2 separate regions of the Sus scrofa genome follow, and region 2 is linked to region 1. A link is a contact called in public HiChIP or PLAC-seq data. All regions are on one chromosome and are shown on one strand. Each heading gives the region's core, a stretch centred on a gene start, on an enhancer-like site or on the middle of the called end of the contact. The rest is flanking DNA. Distances are from core to core; before and after follow the strand shown. Region 1 holds the start of CCR5 (chemokine (C-C motif) receptor 5). Region 2 overlaps LTF (lactotransferrin).

The links. HiChIP or PLAC-seq counts read pairs in DNA pulled down with a chosen protein or histone mark.
Region 2: a contact with region 1 is called in an H3K27ac HiChIP or PLAC-seq map of alveolar macrophages, with 5 times the contacts expected there. The contact joins the enhancer-like site here to the promoter of CCR5 in region 1. A contact is called at or near these places in 2 of 5 promoter capture datasets (fetal liver and liver), 16 of 47 Hi-C or Micro-C datasets (alveolar macrophages, blood, brain and 8 more) and 2 of 2 datasets of contacts at active chromatin or transcription factors (alveolar macrophages and skeletal muscle).

What each region holds. Positions count from the first base shown.
Region 1 is chr13:29,380,243-29,386,719 of Sscrofa11.1, reverse strand. CCR5 (chemokine (C-C motif) receptor 5) reads right to left here and starts at 3,384. Exons shown (of 2, transcript NM_001001618.1): 1 at 3,310-3,384; 2 at 1-1,781. The coding sequence starts at 1,770. The coding sequence ends at 712.
Region 2 is chr13:29,417,628-29,423,686 of Sscrofa11.1, reverse strand. It overlaps LTF (lactotransferrin), which reads left to right. Exons shown (of 16, transcript NM_214362.2): 14 at 3,876-3,943; 15 at 5,857-6,041. Among named protein-coding and RNA genes, the nearest start is that of CCRL2, 18 kb to the right of the region's middle. Within about 2 kb of position 4,261, at least 17 of the 83 cell types and tissues checked have an H3K27ac peak or open chromatin away from gene starts, as enhancers often do. A contact at or near this core is called in alveolar macrophages and liver, where this site is marked.

The DNA.
Region 1 (6,477 bases), core at 2,135-4,634:
CCTCAGATTGTTGCTGGTCTCCTTGCCTGCATGCTCACCTTTCCAGGTCATCCTTCGGTCATGGAATGAGCCTTCTGCAGCACCGGCCAGGAATCCCTGCTCTGCTCTCAGACTTTGATGAGCAATGCTGTCCAGGTTCCTCGTGGTCTAGCCCCATCCTTCCTCTGCTCCCCCAGCCATCCGTACGTCTGCCCACAGCCAAGCTTCGTCCGTGGCATGAACATCTGCAGAACTTATTAACCACACCTCAGAGGGGAGATCCCACATGGAAGGTGCCATTTCTTAACTGATCATGGGCGTGTCTTTTCTTCCCACGGCAAGAGAAGGGCCTATTTTAAACACATTTGCAACCTGGATGTTACCCTACACAGATAATAAACTCTACAATACTTTCCTCAATTCCTTTTGTTATTCTTGTTCAGGTAACCAAACTCAGCAATTAGCACCTCTCTGAGGATTTTTTGTTACATTGAGCTTCTGCAGTGAAGGCAGAGTTTGCCAATAAATTGACGTATGTGGAAGGGAGGCAAGAAGGTTGCTGTTTCATCAGTGTGTTTTGATTTGGCTTTCTGGAATTGGTGGGCTTGAAATATATAATATACTTGGAGCAGATGCCAAACGGATAGATGAAACTTAAACCCTCTATGACAGTAATTTCCTCTTTAAAAGAACTGTTCCCACCTGTGGTCTGCATCTAGAAACCAAGCCAGGTCACAAGCCGACAGAGATTTCCTGCTCCCCTGTGGACCGTGTGTAAACGGAGCTGACTCGATCTGGAGCCTCTGCCTGGAAGACTGGACAGCCTTTGCAGAAGCGTCTGACGATGTGCTTTCGGAAGAACCCTAAGAGGTAGCTTCGGAACTTCTCCCCGACGAAGGCGTAGATGATGGGGTTGATGCAGCAGTGTGTCATCCCCAGGGTCTCGGTCACCTGCATGGCTTGGTCCAGCCTGTTAGACCCACTGCAGTTATTCAGGCCAAAGAATTCCTGGAAGGTGCTCAGGAGAAGGACGATGTTGTAGGGAGCCCAGAAGAGAAAGTAGACAATCATGATGGCGAAGATGAGCCTCACAGCCTTGTGCTTCTTCTTCTCATTGCGGCACCGAAGCAGGGTTTTGAGGATTCCCGAGTAGCAGACGACCATGACGAGCAGTGGCAGGACCAGCCCCAAGATGACCATCTTTAATGTTTGGAAATTCTTCCAGAAGTGATACTGACTGGATGGAAAGTGAGGGCTGCATGTATAACGAGAACCCTCCTTTTGGGATTTGGTAAAGATGATGCCTGGGAGGGAGGCAAAGATAGCTACCACCCAAGTGACCCCACTCGTCACCACCCCGAAGGTGACCGTCCTGGCTTTTAAAGCGAACACAGCGTGGACGATAGCCAGGTACCTGTCGATTGTCAGGAGGATGATGAAGAAGATTCCAGAAAAGAAGCCTATGAAATAGAACCCTGTCAGAAATTGGCACATTGTATTTCCAAAGACCCACTGGTCTGCAGCATAGTGAGCCCAGAACGGGATGGTGAAGAGGAACAGCAGGTCCGAGATGGCCAGGTTGAGCAGGTAGATGTCAGTCATGCTCTTCAGCTTTTTGCAGTTGATCAGGATGAGGACAACCAGCAAGTTGCCCACAAACCCGAAGATGAACACCAACGAGTAGAGTGGGGGCAGGAGCCGGGCTGCAATTTGTCTCACATTGGTTTTTTGGCAGGGCTCTGACATCCCATAATCAATGTCATAGAAGGGACTCGTCGTTTGATAATCCATTTTGCCAGACCCTATAATAAAGAAGAGACCATTTACAAAGTCCTAGAATGTATTTAGTGATCCACCACGAATGCAAACCATCTCATACACAACTAAGGTTTTAAAAATTGACACATGTATTTCTACTAAGTTCCCTTTTTGGGTCACACAGTGAACTTTTACAGTAAGGGATGGTTTCTCACCAGCTTCTCTGCTCACTGGGTGGAGAACGTCACCTCAGCAGATGAAATCGGTTGTTACACAACCACGTGAGTGAATGAAGCTGTGATGACAATGTCCAGGATCTGACACTGTTTTACAGTCTGTTCTGAAGTTGCCGTTCCCTGGAGTAGGCTTTCACAGAGCACTATCACACGTGTGTTGGAAAGAATGAACAGTTCCCGGGGCACTCTGCATGCCGAGCACTTTTCTGAGCTTCACTTCCACTCACTCAGTGAATCCCCAAGGTGACCCAGCGAAGCAGGTCATGTTATTGTCCTGTTTTGCAAATAAGGCCCTCAGAGCACAGAGAGGATGAGTAGCCCCCGCAAAAACACATAGCGAGGCCACACCTGGTTTTGAACTCAGGCAGCCTGCACTCTTCATCGCTGTGGTCCCCTGTCTTTCACTCCTTGGTGAGAGAACTAAAAGCGGGACCATCAGTCTGGCGCCTCGATGTAGTCAGAATGAAACAGGCAGATGCCCAAGACTTCGAGACGGTCATAGGAGCCAGCAGCTAGCTGTAAAGTCCAGGCTGCCATTCTCAGTTTCTCTGAAGTTTCTTCTATGATTGAGAGCTCCCAAACACACCCCAGAAACGGCCAAGTGGCCAACGTTCCATCTCCCATCCTGCATCCTGGGATAGATAGCTCAGTCCCTTCGCAACCCACTGATTGGCTTGGTCTGTTTGAAGTTCCACTGCTTGCCTGAGAACTCTCTGTGATTAATCCTGGTGAGTCCTGAGATCCCGGTCCCTCAGACTAGGTGGCTGAGAGAAGCACATGGAAAAATCTCACATTCAAATTCTGAGCCAGAAAGAGAATCACTCATGAAATGTGCTGAAAAACTTGATTTGATATTTGTAATTTGATACTAATTTGGCAATTTTCAGGCTTCCTTCTTGGCAAAAAAAAAAAAAAAAAGAAAGAAAGAATGAGACTTAGATCATCTTGGGCACACGTTCAGAGGGCATCCCCTGAAGGAGGTTTTAGTTCTCTTCACCATTCTTACCAGGAGACAATTTCCCAAGGTTTTGGCCGGGAATCATCCTCTCCCTGAAAATCTTTCTTCTGAAAAATGAGGGTTTTTGTTTTTGTTTTTAGGTAGCATTGTTCCCTATAAAGTCTTTCATTCATAATCATGTTTTGTATCTTTTGATGTTATCACAGTCTGAAACTCATTCTAAATTCTAACTTTTTCCTTATCTTAAAGATTACATTTTAAGATAGTTCAATGGGCACCTGGTGTTTCTCTAATGTCTCCTCTGGTTTCCTGTAAAGGCCTTTACTCATCACACAAACCGAGCGAAGTAATAGACAGAGTGGCTGAGAGGTGACTTACCGGGAGAGATTCTTGAAGGGGAACGGATGTCTCAGCTCCTCTGACCAGCTGAGCTGTGCAAATCAAACATATAGACAGCATAAAAGTAGGAAATGCACAGTTTCTTCTGAGACGGGGGGCGGAGTTTTAGCGAATAAGTGTGTTGCAGCACACAAAAATACCCATCAGAGAATAGCCCCCTCCTTTTTTTTTTTTTTTTAAAAGCAGAGCCTTAAATAGACTAGAAAATCTCTGGTCTGAAAGTTTATTCACGAGTTTCCCTGATTACACAATTTCTTTTTGGTTCTCAGTTCATCCTGCGACACAGTCAGTTAGAAAACAGAAAGAATGGAAAGATATTAGAGTGAGATGAATATTCATTTCCATTTGGTCAAGAGCCCTAGTTTTACTGAAAGGAACTGTTGTCCAAGAGGCAGGTGATGTGTATAAGACCACAGGGCTTATCGGGGGAGGCTAGTGGGATGAGAGATGCTGACTCCCTTACTGTTTGTCTTCCAGGAGAGCCAGTTAGAACCAATTTTAAAGTGAAGGGAACACCTCACATTCATCCAGTGCACCCCTTTATCTGCCATCCTGCCATCCCCCCTTGGCTACCACAACTCACATGCATATACTCACCACCCAGTATTGTTTTCCTCTGCAGACTAAAATAACTGGTTGCTTCAGGGTTTTAACTCACCTGTGAGCTAATCATGTGGCCCATCTTCCTCTGGATCAAGCATCCTGGTGCATGTCATTATGAATTTTCACTCTTCCTAATCACCATTTTTGCAGCCCTTCAGGTCAGCAGGCATTTGTGGGTGTCTGTCCTCTCCCAGGGATATAGGCAGCAGAGTTCCTCACTCCAAGGGTACAGTCTTTCTGGAATTTCTTTCTTTTTTTTTTTTTTTACAGCCACAGCTGTGATACCTGGAATTTCTGTGAGAATTTTTCCACATGAAACAGGCAACAAACAGCAGATGAATAGGGTCGGTTCAGGATTCTTCTTCAGTCCTAAATGCGGTCATACCAAGCTTTCTTGGCGTGGTTGGTTACTTATCTGAAAACTTTGGGACTGTTTGTTGACTGCAGAACTGAGAACCTAGCAGAGAGCCAGCCCTGAGCCACAAGAGCGCCCCCTGGGGGCTTCTCTTTCCTCTGCCACAGAATAAGAAGCACTGGCTTGTGATCTGAGGGGACCCCAGACCTGTGGATATTGCCAACACAGGATAGAGCAAGTGGCCTCTTGCTGTCAGATTGCCTGGGCTCCAAGCCCGGCGCTGCCCTCAGCTTTCTTATCTGTGGGATGTGACCATTGATAGTTACCTCATGGGTTTGTTGGGAGGATTCCAACCTGGGTTTGTTGCCTGGAATTTAGCATATAATACACACTCGATAAACACAGATTCTTAGTTACTCACTGGTCCTTTCTTAGATTTATTATATAAAATTCTTATGAAATTGGTTCCCTGGGGTCCTTGTCTGGAGCAGATTAGTGTCGTCAAGCTGGAAGCTGAGAGGGAGAAGCTAATGTCTGGTGCTTACAGAAGAGGGGGACATGACTGCTGGGGAAAGCCAGAAACACACAGAAAAAGCCAGGAGCTTGTAATCACAGTCGGGACAGTGAGTCATGATGGAAATGTTCCAGTCATCCCTGGATGTGTGACTCAAGAGGCAGCGATTGAGAACTGGACTCTAGTCAGGCGTCTGGATTGAACCCCCAGCTTCACTCATTATGACTTGGTTTGAACAAGTTACTGAAACTCTCCAGGCCTTAGTTTGCTTACCTGTAAAATGGGCAAAAAATAAAAAAACCCAAAAAACAAACAAAAAAAACACCCCACAAACCTAACTCAATAGATCTGTGGTGAAGATCAAATGACAGAATGAGTGTAGTGCTTTTCCTAGGTGCCTGCCCTTTGTGGGCTAGTTAAGCAGGGACAGAGTACAAAGTATGCTTGAGGAAGAATGTGAAAAGAGTACAAAACTGGTAGCAAACAAGGGAATATAAAATTTCACAGGAGGTAGGTAACATAAATATAGTTTGGGCTGGCAGAAGAGAAGCCTTGTGTTCACTGGTGATAGACTGGTAGAGCCCTCAGATGCTGATGGACAAGTGATACTTTTCTGTATGTGGCAATAGTTGGCTTGTACTCACTCCACCTTGCGGAACTAGGGCTTGGCCTTGTGGTCTGTGGGTCTGTCATGGGGTGGCTGAGGACTTGAGGGCAGTCACCCCCAGAGGGCAGTGTGGAGTAGCGGAGGAGGCTTGGCGTCCCCCAGACTGTGCTGCTGACTGGCTGTGTGCACTTGGCCAGATACTTCCTCCCTCTCAGCTTCCATTTCCTCATCTGTCAAATGATGTGTGAGACTTGGGGGCCTCAGGGGAGCTCCCTCCTTAAATACAAAATGACTCCATGGCCAAGTTGGTTTGAAACAGACACATTTGGGCAATGCAGAGTGAGGGTTCATAGGCTGACACAAGGAAGCACAGTGTGGCAGAATATGTGACCCCCCCCCTTAGGTCACCTCTCCAGATAAGGGTCCGTCCCAGGGATGCATAGGAAATGAGGACCCTGGAAGGGTCTTCAGCCTTTAACCAGTGAAACATTGCTCTGGATACAACAGCAGCAGCATACCAGTGGTTTATCATGCTGTGACTTAGTTTCACAGTCTCTGCTTCTCTTTTTACATTGACCCTCTCAGTTTCCCAGTTTGCAGGGCTCTGGTTCTGATATTTATGGCATCCAGACTCCCCGTGAGAAATGATCTTTGGATTGGTTTGCCACTCTAGACTTTTATTTTTTTTAATAGAAGTATAGTTGATTTACAATGTTATGTTAATTTAATGTGTTTAACAAAGTGAGTCAGAGATGTATGTTCTTTTTTAGATTCTTTTCCCTTGTAGATTATTATAAGATGCTGAATGTAGTTCCCTGTGCTGCACAGTAGGTCCTTGTTGGTTATCGGCTTTGTAGATGTTAGTGGGTATATGTATATTCCAAACTCCTAATTTATCCCTCCCCCCTTTCCCTTTGGTAACTATAAGTTTGTTTTCTATGTCTATGAGTCTGTCTCTGTTTTGTAAACAAATTCATTTATGTCCTTTTTGTTTTTTTATATTGCACTTATAAGCAGTAGCATATGGTATTTGTCTTCCTCTGTCTGGCTTACTTTATATGATCATTG
Region 2 (6,059 bases), core at 3,012-5,511, 36 kb before region 1:
CACTAGTGAAAAATAAACCAAAAGATAAGTTTTCAGAATTGACCGATGATAAACGCTTAGTGATTCGCAATAACTTTCCACAACCCACGTTTTACAGTCCCATGCATCCAGATGTTGAGCTCTTCCCAGTCTTTTCCTCTATTTGCCAAGAAAGTATTTCACCACCAGATGGCGCCATACACCTGAGAATGCCTAGGCCCTCATGGTCTTGGACCTTTTTAATATAAATTCAGCAGGTTGTCTCCAGTGGTGGGATGGTAAAAAAGTAGTTTTACTATTCTCTGAGAGATTCACTGAAAAATATTTTGTGACTGTAAAAAAAATGTCTTCAAGGGGTTAAGGTTTTGCAAATGGAAAAGTTGTGATGTAATTCTACTCAGAAATATTGAATAGCCAACATGTCTGATAAAAACCCTCAGGAATCATGTGGTTTTCCTTTTCACACCTACAGTAAGATATTATCTCACTCAAAACAGCTACACTTTAGTATTCCTATTTATACTAGAAGGAAATTCTTTGTCTTTTGCTCAAATCGAAAGCTGGAACCAGAAGTCCTACTCATCTCTATGTTTCCAACTAACATCCTTATATATTGCTGATTCTTAATTTCTAAATATCACCTATTTTCTGCTGACTTCCTATTATGAAAGAAGATCCAGCCTCTCATACTGCTCCTGTACCTTTTCTACCCATAACCATAACTTCACCTCCTTTTAGTATCCTAGAAGAGTATGACATATTCAGTGCTTATTATGAATATGTAAATATTTGTCTCATATTAAACATGTGGAATAATAAGATTATATTTCCCTTATTGTACAAAGGTTTGGCTGACTCTGGATTTGATAGATATCTTTTTAAAAACTTGCTTAATTTTCTGTACTTCTTAAAAAAAAAAATCACTCATTCATCTCAAAACCTTTTACTGGTAGTATAAATCTCCTAACAATCATGCATAAACATGCCTCAGGTTCATGATTTACCTGGGAATGTTGCACCTGAAGATCTCCACCCTCCTCCCCAGGCTGGATTGGTTTTCATGAGGCCCCCTGCACATCTCTGCTCCTGGGAGTCCCCTTAACCATCATTCTGGGATTTTCCATTGTCTTACTTTACCTTAAATCACTTGTTTCCTGGATCCCACATGTTTAGCTTTCTTGGTTTTGTTGCAACAGGACACATCTTGAGAAACGGTGACTAGGAATTGCTGTGTTTTGAGTATTTACATATCTAAAAACATCTTTATTCTACCCTTAAAATGATTTATAATTTGGCTGAATAAATGTAGCCTGGAAAACATTCTCCCTAGGAATTTTGACAGGATTTCCTTGTAGGAAATATAGCAGCATTAGCTGTTTTGACCAACTCTTTCTTTAAACACAATAAAAAATTTTGAGTTAAGTACACCCACACACTCAAGAGCATTGAATAACTGACAAAATAATAAGGGATTATCAGACAAATCTAAATGGAGTAGGAATTCAGAAAGCTAAGTGGAGCCACTTTGTCCTAAGGATAGTTACCTATTCTGACAAGCTTGAACTCAAGAGGTTGCATATGTCTTTAAGGTAGGAATGAACCAGAAGTAGCTTCCACTCCACTCCCAGGGGGCTTCATGGCTGCATGGATGCTGAGGAAAACAGGGAGAAAAATACCCGCCATCCCTGAAAAATTGAAACCGTGGGCTAGCTTATGTCTGGATTTGTAGTTCAAACTTATGTCCCCTAGGATGGTCCAGAAATTATCAGCTCATCATTTATTAAAAAGTGGTCCCAGATTAGTGGCCCCTCTAGGAAGCTGTCTGGAAGATAGCGTCTTGAAGTTAGTCCTCAAAGACTACTTAGAAATACTCTTTCAATAACAATGAGCAAGACACAGTAAAAAGTAATTAGAACATGTTAAATAAACACACAGGAAAAAAAAGTTGCCAGAAGCAAAATCCAGCGGAATAAACAAGCTAGTATTTTTTATTTGTTTTGTTTTGTTGTCTTTTTAGGGCTGCACCCGAGGCATATGGAAGTTCCCAGGCTAGGGGTTGAATCGGAGCTACAGCTTCCGGCCTGCACCACAGCCGGATTCAAGCCGGATTCATGCCGGATTCATGCCGGATTCAAGCCGCATCTGCGACCTACACCGTAGCTCATGGCAATGCTGGATCCTTAAACTCACTGAGCTGCTGATGCCGTTGTGTCACAGCAGGAACTCCCTGGTTCCCCTTTTTTTGATTCCTGTTTCTTTGTATATAACATTTTTTCTTGAAAACAATTTTTTGTTTTTAACCATTTATTTTTAACTTCCTAACTCAGAGACTAAACTTTAGAAGGCTTATGAAGTGTCTTGGACAAATAGGTCTACACAAAGAATATTCTGTAAAGAGTAACTAGATTAGACACATATGTTTTACATTTCTCTCTAAATTGCCAGAGATTTAACAATGAATAAAAAATACTCTTTAGGAAAATGAGTTTTGGATTTCATCCAATGTAAACTACTTTGAAAACTTTTCTTGAAAAGTTTTTGATTTCAAAAAATAAAAGAAAAAAAAGTAGTGTTAAGATTTTTTTTGGAGTTCTCTTGTGGCTCAGTGGGTTAAGGACCTGGTGTTGTCACTGCAGTGGCTCAGATTGCTGCTGTGGTGTGGGCCCCATCCCTGGCCCAGGAACTTCTGCATGCCATGGGTGAGGACAAAAAAAAAATATATATGTATTTTGTGATCTCTAGTGTTCTGAAACTCCACAATGGTATTTTTTTTTCTTTTTTCTTTTTTTTCACAATGGCATTTCTGTATGTGGGTTTTCTTTGGATTGGGCATGTGTATGTACACTGCATGTGTATCGGCTCTATCCAGTCCTTCTGTTCTTAGCCACTTTCAGTGGTGCCTGGATTTTCCAATAGCTGAGTTTTTCTGGAGTTCTGCTGTGCTCATTACCTTTCTCCTAGGTGCTCCCAATGCTCAACTTATGTCACAGCTTTCTTTTCTCTGCTGGGTCAATTATGGCTCACACATTCTAACTTTTTCCCTTTTGCCTTCCTCTCTCTCATGGATTTATGGCTTTTTTTTTATTAAAATATTTTTTTTTGTCTTTTCAGGGCTGCACCTGGGTCAAAATCAGGGCTGTAGCTGCCAGCCTACGCCACAGCCACAGTAACGCCAGATCCCTAACCCACAGAGTGAGGTCAGGGATAGAACCTGCCTCCTCATGGATGGTAGTCAGATTCATTTCTGCTGAGCCACGATGGGAACTCCAAATTTATGACTTAAAAAAAAAAACTCATTCATGTCATTTTATAGGAGTTTTAGAAGTAGGGAATGTACACATATGTGTACAATCTACCATTTTAAAGCCTAAGTTCTACGAAGGTGAAGAATAAATATATCTTAAAATACCTTCCTTGTAAAGTGAGAACAATATTTCCTACCTCCAGAATTAGTTTGAGGATTAAAAGAGTCAATATTTGTAAAGCATCCAGCATATTGTACTCTGCCCAAGTACAAGCAGCTGTTTCACTTCTATTATTATCATGAACCATTCTGAGCTGCTGAGCGTGAGCCATGAAGAAAGAATTTCTTAGGTGTTCCTGTGAATGAAACCATGGTATAGACTTCAAAGACCTATTATATTATTCAGTCATGTAATGGTACCAAAAGAAATGGCTAATAATAGGTAAGTATGAAAAATGTCTTATTTCACTGTAAACAATCACAATAAAACTCAATATTTATCATAAAAGAAACAATTTCTTATAATAAGTTCTAAGTTCTTGGAAATATTTGCCCTCATCTTTTCCATGTTTCAGTTTTTGGAATGTGTATTTATGAAAACTCTAAGAGATTTTCTTCTCTGGCAGTGTTTTAATTCTCGGGAATATTTTAGGTGCCTGGCTGAGAATGCTGGGGATGTGGCGTTTGTGAAAGATGTCACTGTCTTGGACAACACGAATGGTAGGTGATAATGTTTTCCTCCTCAAAGCAGAATTTTTACCTCTACCTCTCTCTCTCTCTTTCTCTCTCTCTCTCAGACAGACAGACAGGTGCGCGCGCGCACACACACACACACACACACACACACACCAGTCATACATAGGAGCAAATATCTCCCTGGCTTTGTCTAGTCCATACCAGAAACACACCATCTGCCTGTCTCAGCCCATTGGAAACTGAAGGTGGATGAGACTAAAAAAACAAAATTTAACACATACACGTAAAATTTCCCTTTTCGAAAAAGGAAGTAGAAGCCATCATTCAGCACATGTGAGCCCTCAGTGTGGAAACTCCTTGGGGAGTTAATAAGGACCAAATCACAGGCCGGTGAGGAAGGTAAAACCTACCAGTCACTAGAGGAATAATCGCTCTCTTCTGATCTAAGGTGAAAATAATAATTACCAAATTCAAGACTGGTAGCAATATGCTACCTTCCAAACTGCACCTCTCTTCTTAGCCGCTCCCCCCAGCTCCCCTCCACCCCCCAGCAGAAGACTTGCCACTTCCTCCCCTGAGAAGGAACTGTCTCGCTCCTTTCTTCAGAGACAGTGACAATCACAGCCCCTCCTCCCGCTTCCTCCTGCCCCTCCTCTAGTCCCTGGGGAGAGCGCTTGAGGCCAGACATGTAAATTTGGGATGGTCTCAGTGTCAAGCAGACAAAACTAAGGAGGAAGTATTCTCTTAAGAGGGTGGGAGGAGGGCAGAAGGAGCAAAACGGGAGGGCTGACCTTGGAGCTCTGTTTGCACACACAGGCATGCAAGTATATGCATGCATCCAAGTACATTGCAAATCTGGGAACCTTGAATCTCAGTGATCTCCAGGGAGCAGATGGTTGTCAAATTTAATTTTAAGCTTTTCTGTGACTTTACAACTATATTTTATTGGAATTGACTTAAACATATATATACATATATATTGTCTTTTGTCTTTTTAGGGCCGCACCTGAGGCATATGGAGGTTCCCAGGCTCGGGGGTGAATCGTAGCTGTAGCTGCTGGCCCATGCCACAGCCACAGGAACGCCAGATCCCAGATCCTAGCCTCATCTTTGACCTACACCACAGCTCCTTAACCCACTGAGCAAGGCCAGGGATCGAACCTGCAACCTCATGGTTCCTAGTTGGATTCATTTCCGCTGCGCCACAACGGGAACTCCGGCTTAAACATATTTGATAAACCCATAGAAGTTCCTGTCCTTCCTCTGGTTACACTAAGAGCGTTTGAATGTGAAAGGAAACAATTTCTTCTTAAACACAAGCCAGCACTCCTTTGGGAACTCACCCTCATACATGGAGGGTTTTCTTTTAAAGCAATGTAACAGCTTTACGGAGATATAATTTACATACTATAAAATCCACCCATTCAGAGTGTATGATTCACTGGTCTCCAGCACCTTCACAGAGTTGCACGGTTGCCAACACAGTCCCAGAACATTTACAGAACCTCTTCAAGAAGTCATATACCTATTACCCGTCCCTTCCCCACCCCCCAGAGCTGGCAAACAACAGTCCACTTTCTGTCTCCATAGATTTGCCTATTCTGGACATTTCACAGAAATGGAATCTACAATATGTGTCTTTTGTGACTGGCTTCCTTCACTTAGCATCCTGTTTTCAAGATTAATACACAATGTAGCAAGTGTCAGTGCTTTACTCCTTTTTATTGCTGAGTAATATTCCATTGTGAAGCTATAGCACTGATGTGCGATGTGTTTGAAGATGGTGTAATCTGTGGAGCTTTAGTTGCTCTCCTTCACATCACTGCACCCCCAGTGTGTGCATTTCAAGAGGCCAGTGGCTGGTTACAGCACTGAGAAAGGATGTGTTGATTCAGCCACACAGCCATGGCTGATGCCACCCCTCTTTCTATCTCCAGGACAGAACACAGAAGAGTGGGCCAGGGAATTGAGGTCAGATGACTTTGAGCTGCTGTGCCTTGATGGCACCAGGAAGCCTGTGACTGAGGCTCAGAACTGTCACCTGGCTGTGGCCCCCAGTCATGCTGTGGTCTCTCGGAAGGAAAAGGCAGCACAGGTGGAACAGGTGCTACTCACTGAGCAGGTATGGATCACCAGGGTC